2 separate regions of the Zea mays genome follow, and region 2 is linked to region 1. A link is a contact called in public Hi-C data. All regions are on one chromosome and are shown on one strand. Each heading gives the region's core, a stretch centred on a gene start, on an enhancer-like site or on the middle of the called end of the contact. The rest is flanking DNA. Distances are from core to core; before and after follow the strand shown. Region 1 holds the start of LOC103631385 (sister chromatid cohesion protein PDS5 homolog A). Region 2 holds the start of LOC541680.

Region 1 (3,310 bases), core at 541-3,040:
GATTTGGTGGGGATGAGCAAGGAGGCAGCTCCATGTCCTTTCTCTATCGTTTTCCACTGTTTTGCCTCCAGTCTCCATGGATATCTTGCTACTTTTAGCTAGGCATCAGGGACGCCTTAATCCCTGCAAGTGCCTCATAAACTAGGCGACAACTAGACGAAGTCTTAAAAACAGAGTGCTACACTAACAGTGGTGACTGCTCTATTACAAATGAGCATTTCGTAATTAAATCCTGGTGCCATAGTGCTACCGATTTGTATAGCTATTATGTATGTTTGCGATTATAACTACAAACTCCTCTTCAAAATAATAAGTAGCTACAAGTCATGCTATATAACACCCAAAGTTTGAATCCATAGAGCTGTCCACATCCTAAATTCTAACATAGAGCACTCAACACCAGTAACATATAAGGTCCAGTAGTGTGGCCCCATGGTACAAGATTCACTAGACAGTCTCCTTCCCTGCCACATATGGATGGGTATTTGGTGTTTACTCAGACTAATATAAATGTGTCTTCCAACACATGCACAGATGTCAAACGTAATAAAACCATCTCCTGTTATAAATAGCATCGATATTACCAAAATTAAAACTTTCATATAAACACAGCATTCAAGGTACTGCTAGAGCTAGACACTTCTTAATGCAATGATACGCATCTCTCCTGCGTATTCGAGGAGGCACTGCTAGACAACACATGTAAATGGTATTCTTATAACAACATTTCCATGCAACATGAACTAGTTAAAAAAGGTATTCTCATGAACCCACCAAAATAATCCAAAAAATAAATCTCCGGCTTCCCTTAGCTACTGTAAGTCCTTTAGTATAACTGAAACAACCACCAGCCACCAGAAAGGTGACAACTCTTGCACTGCTCAAACCCAACAGACCCTAACCAACAGCATTCCCCTCTTCAACACTGAAGAACTACTCACTCCGTCCCAAAATAGTATTCGTTTTAGCTCTCGGTTTTTATGTCTATATTCAAATAGGTGATGACACATACATTAAGTATTGTATGAATCTGATCATCTAAAATGAATTTTAATTTGGGACGGGGGAGTACAAAACTACGGGTGCCAAATTGCATCCACAATTTCAGCAAACGAAACTTAAAAGAAGCACTTGAGCTGGACCTCTGCACTCCTTCAGCATCCTCCACGCCGCTCAATGGAAGCTCAGCCGTCCAAACCTAACATCCCGAGCACCCAATTCGCACCAGAACCCCAACCACTAGCGCCTTAACTTCCAGCAACCTAAACCCTAAACTTGCCGAATTGTCCCGCCTGAGCCACAGATCCACGCAAAGCCCGACCCTAAACCATCGACTCCATGACTAAGGTTCGCAGCCAACCAAAACGGAGAAGCTTGGGGATATCTCACTTCGAGAAGCTTGGCGAGTTCGTCCGCAGGCGCCGGCGCCACCGCCTGCAGCTTCTCCCCCAGCTCCTTCAACTGCTCCACGGCCGCCATGCCCGGCCGCCGCGCCTGATCGACCGCCCAATTCGCGCACCGAGCTCGCAGCCCCCGCTTCAAAGCGCACTCGTTTGGGTTCTAATCTGAGAAGGAAGGGCTCCCTCGGCTTTTGGCTACTCTCGCGGTCTCGTCTCGCGCTGTTTCGAAATTGGCGTGAAGGGGTAGGGAGAGAGAGAGACGAATGCCAAAGCTGGTTTGAGAATTGGGATCGAGTCGGTCTGGTTTGGGTCTCGGAGTCCAGCCCAGCAGTTTGCCGTCCGGGTATGCTGCCGCCTGCCACACTGTTGCGATATTGAAATCGCGGCGCCCGTCTGTCCCGCAGGCACAGCCCTGCGGATGCGGCTGAGATGTGGCGCCGACACCGCGTGGGATCCACATGTCAGTGACTAATTCTGGGAACGGAGACGGTGGGGTGATTTCCGGGCCGTTTTTTATTTTACAACACTCTTGGCGTGCGTGGGTTGACTGTGTTCAGCGATGCTGTACAGTGTGGTCGTAGCCCGTTTGGCACGAGTATTCACTCGTGTGAGTGTCCATGCATAATTTTTTTTGGGTTGTTTGTATTATTGTATTCAGCATAGATATAGCTTGTGTTTGATGTCTACATCAGAACGTGTATTACATATAAGTGTATAAACAAATATTCAAATATTATACAGTATAGATGGTCCAGTTTTGTTCCTAAAAATATTATGAACATAAAAATGAAATTGGTATAGTGATTAAATCTTTTAATTAGAAGATATAACAGAAAAAATCAAACACAATCTTGAAGTCCGTGCCATAGCATGCGCACAAGCTTCACGCGCGCGTACCCGCCTCCTAGCCATCGTTGCTCAGCCTGGATGAGCTTTGGGCGTGTTCGACTGGCTACAAGCCGACACTGTTGCAGCTGTTTGGATTGCTGCAGCTGCAATCCATAGAGAGAAAAATACTGTAGAAGCCGCAGCCGCAGCCGGATTGCAGCCGCAGCAAGCCGCAGCGAACAAGCTGTTTGTTTTTTTCATCACCCGCGCCTCGATATGATTGTCCGTGAAACCTTAAAGGGGTGTTTGGTTTCTAGGGACTAATTTTTAGTCCCTCAATTTTATTCCATTTTAGTCCCTAAATTACTAAATATAGAAACTAAAACTTTATTTTAGTTTCCCTATTTAACAATTTATAAACTAAAATGGAAAAAAGTGGAGGGACTAATGTTTAGTCCCTATAAACTAAACACCCTTTAAGAGCAGACGACCAATCACATGGTATACTTTTTACCTCCTATATCACATTATCATGCCCGTATATATCTCTTTCTCTTATAGCAGTTCATACTAAGCCGGACGGAAAACGTGCCGCTGGTGCAGCCACGTCTACCCAAAATAGCTCAATCGTCAGATTCCAAAACTACGGCCACTAGGGTCTTCCACCCACGCGAAAGGGCGTCTCTCCAGCAGCTGCGAATCTAGAACATTCGACACTCCAGCCGAATAATCGGTCGCGATAACAGCGCCCTCTCTGCCTCTCTCCTAGTGATGTCTCCATCGTCATCCTCCTCCTTTGCCTCCCTCCCAAGTCCCAACGTCGTGTTTGCCGTCCTCTCCCTCTGCCTCCACATCGTCTCCGTCGGCCAGCCCGCCCCGTCACCCGCACTACGACAGTTCTCAGCTAGCTCGTCTAACGCTCAGCCACCGAAGCCATTGGAGAGGGGATATGGGATGTCCCTGGTGACGATGCGGCTGCCGCAGCACACTGAGCGCGCGGGCTCACCGAAAACCTGCAGTGTCTTTTCCAAGCGTGTTCGCGCCGTCACCTTCGTTGTCCCAGTCCTGTCTCGCGGCTGCTG
Region 2 (3,310 bases), core at 594-3,093, 190 kb after region 1:
ACCCACGTAAACTATCCATAAAAAACTTCAAGATTTTTTATTAATTGTCACCGCTCTCTGTATAATATTTTTTTTGATTTGGTTAACTGATGTTATTGTTTACTCCATGCAATATGTCTTGGTACAACACGGCCAATAAAGTGAGCGATTAGAAAAAAGTTCACAACGACTGACTGAATGAACAGAGATTATAAAACGACATAATTCCATCATACAGAGACCAAATAAGACAAAGTTTGTGAGCTCAAGTTTCTAAAATAAGTCCCATGAAGTCAATCTTATAAAAAAGATAGATCAAAATATGGAGTGATTGCTAAAGTCAGGCATCAATTAAAACTGGATGCACTCCATATAAATTATGCTACTTCGTAGCAATTACTAACGTTTAAAACCAACAAATAACCTTTCATTTTACTGTTAGTGTGACAAATCATTGTTGCTCCATCCAATTCAGCAATCTCAAACACCATGTAGTCCATTGCGCCAATATGGTCTCAGAAACGACCTAATGTTTGTAAGAGCCAAGAACATCATGCCGTGCTTGGACTGTAGTCTCGGCCCGTAGTGCTGGCCCGACCCGACACGATTATTTTTTTATTTTACAAAAAAGTATATACCTATATACAATTTATATTCAATATTAAAAACATCTTAGCATGATGTTTTACTGGTTAGACAGCTTCACCTAGTGTCTCCCGTCCTTCTTCCATCAGGACATGGGTTCGAGCCCCACCTTCTGCACCGTTTTTAACATTTTACGCTGATTTAATTAAATGGGTCGACGGGTTAACGGGCTGGCCCGACATAGTTAGCAGGCCGGTATGACGTGTCTGGTCCATAGTTGTGGCCCGCGTGCGTCTAGCCCGTGTCGGACGCTATTTGGTCATCTATAAACGTGCAGCGAAACGACCGTTGAAACTGGTGCTTTAAGTATAGTATAGATATAGAAATACTCGTATTCATTTCTAACATTAATATTAATAAACATATAAAAAATTTAGTCTTTAGCGCATTCTTTGTCCGATTCTAGATTAGTACATTCAACAATATTCGGTTTATCTTCACGTATCTCCAAAGAAAACAAGATATTATCAACCCTATTTAAAAGATACCTTGCCCCATCCCCATGGGCCATGGCCCGGTTTATCTTTAATCGCGGCGGAGCTTTGCCCGGTTCAGACGCTGTATTAGGTATGATGACAACAGACATGCCAAGCTGTCATATCATATATTCGTAATAATACCCTCACCAGCAGGCATCCTACGCAGTTGACATTCGCCGCGCACGGGTATCAGGAGAACGGAGGAGACAGCTCACAGCTAGCCTAGCCAGCTCGGATCCAGTGCCAACGGCTAAAAACAGCACGGATTTGAGCGCAGAGTTTGAACAAATCTTTCGATCGATTTTTGAGTACACTGTCACCACCCCCAAGAGGCCAAGTAGCAGGACGTAAACAACGTCTGGGCCCTCCACGCCACAGCCTAGAGATTCCGAGCGCCAGCGAAGCCGCGCTTCACCCGTCCACCACCGACGTGCGGCCCTCCTCCCCTCGCATTTCCACCCTGTCTGTGTCTCGTCACCGCCGCCCCGGTCAAACGCAAAACCCACTCCTCCGGTCCTGTCCCCACCTTCCGCCAGCCCCGCCTGACCTGTGGGCCCCGTGCGGCCGGCTCACATGCGCTTCGTGCCCCGATAACCGGCGGGTAGTACAAGCGATTTTTAGGCGCTTTCCGTTATTTTTTACTCCTACTTTATTATTGTTTTTATTTTAATTTATTTACCGGGAGAGAGAGAGGCCGAGGGAGAGCAGTCTCTCCACACCAGTGCGGCTTTTCCTTTCCGTTCCACTCCACATCGATTCGCCTCCTCCGCTCTTTACTCTTCGTCGTACTCGTCTCCTCCCACCCGCAACCGCAGGGAGAGAAAGGGGAAGCCCGCCGCCGCCCCGGCCCCCAGCAACCAGCAGATCGGGACCTCTGTTCTGCGCAATCCATCCATGGCGGTACGTGCAAGGCTCTGCGCCGCCTCTCTGCCGTTTTCCTTGTTCCTTCTTATCCCCCCCCCCCTTCCCCACCCCGGTGGTGGTGTCAGCCCGTGGGGAATCGGTGTTTGCTGTCCTGATCGAGGCGAGCTCGCCTTGTGATGAGCTTCGGGACGACTAGTTCCGAACGGGGGGTTTTGTTTCTCCTGCTGGTTGCCATCAAAGTCACTCGCGTGGAGTGGCCGAGTGGTTGAGTGGGGGAACGTTTGCACGGGATGTCTTAGGACCAAGAAACTAGTGCGATTATCCTTTCTCGTGTGGTTGGGCAGCTTCGGCTGGCTTCAGGAGATCGATCGATTGATTTTATCCTGCGAGCCTTGGTACAACTATGTGTAGGGAGGAATCTTCTCCCGCCAGGGCGGGTTGGTTGGCGTTTTCGTTTTGGGTCCTGTTGCTTGTCGGCGTAGTCCATGCCTTTGCTTTGCCTCGTATGAGCGAGATTGATACATGATGCACTGTTCACTGCGACTACAGTCTGCAGCAGTCAATTATTTAGCAGCCCAGCCTTCAACTGTTGAGCGTGTAGATGCTGGAACGGGAATTTAGCCTAAGCGTTTACATTTAATTCGTCGTCTGCAACTCGCGCTCGTGGCTACTATAATCTAGAAGGGAAACAAACATGGCCTTAGTGTTTATCTGAATCGGATGCTTGGCGATTACTGCTCAGAATGTTGTGGAACTTGTTTTTTTGGAAGATACTGACATATCAAATTCCATTCTTTGTATTTTAGTTCACCGACCAATTTATCTGTTACAAACACAAGTAACGATCCTTCAGCCTATCCTTCATATCGATATATAGTCTGATTTTTTAAAGGGGCTGTGTTAAAGGGAATGTCGATTGGATCATGCCTGGAAATATCAGCATGGCAGCTGAATCTTCCCATGAAAGCTGTTCAACAGTACATGGCAACCACATGATTTTTTGGGAAACTGTTGACAACTTGACATGCCAACTCTTATCTTGCTGGTAGTTTGATCTCTAGAATAAATGTTCTGATTTTTTTGTAAGGCATATATGTTCTCATTTAACTCAGCTGTCAAGAGGTCACAACTCATATGTCAATAACTATGTTACATTACGTCTTTGACGCTAATGAATATTGATCCGCTAATATTTTCTCATGCCGGAATGCTATGTAATCAGAATTCATAATTCATGACTGCATGTATATGCTCTTCTGTTTTCTGAATATTCCATTTTCTCTGTATCATCATTCTCGGCATCAAGATGCCTGCACATGATTGAATACAGTCATTAATAGCTG

The links. Hi-C and Micro-C count contacts between places; a contact is called where the count stands out from the background.
Region 2: a contact with region 1 is called in a Hi-C map of bundle sheath, with 2.5 times the contacts expected there. The contact joins the promoter of LOC541680 here to the promoter of LOC103631385 in region 1. A contact is called at or near these places in 11 of 25 Hi-C or Micro-C datasets (bundle sheath, ear, endosperm and 4 more).

Annotation. Positions count from the first base shown.
Region 1 is chr6:130,494,169-130,497,478 of Zm-B73-REFERENCE-NAM-5.0, forward strand. LOC103631385 (sister chromatid cohesion protein PDS5 homolog A) reads right to left here and starts at 1,791. Exons shown (of 33, transcript XM_020539482.2): 1 at 1,390-1,791. The coding sequence starts at 1,479.
Region 2 is chr6:130,682,195-130,685,504 of Zm-B73-REFERENCE-NAM-5.0, forward strand. It overlaps LOC541680, which reads left to right and starts at 1,844. Exons shown (of 3, transcript NM_001111430.1): 1 at 1,844-2,003. The coding sequence starts at 1,998.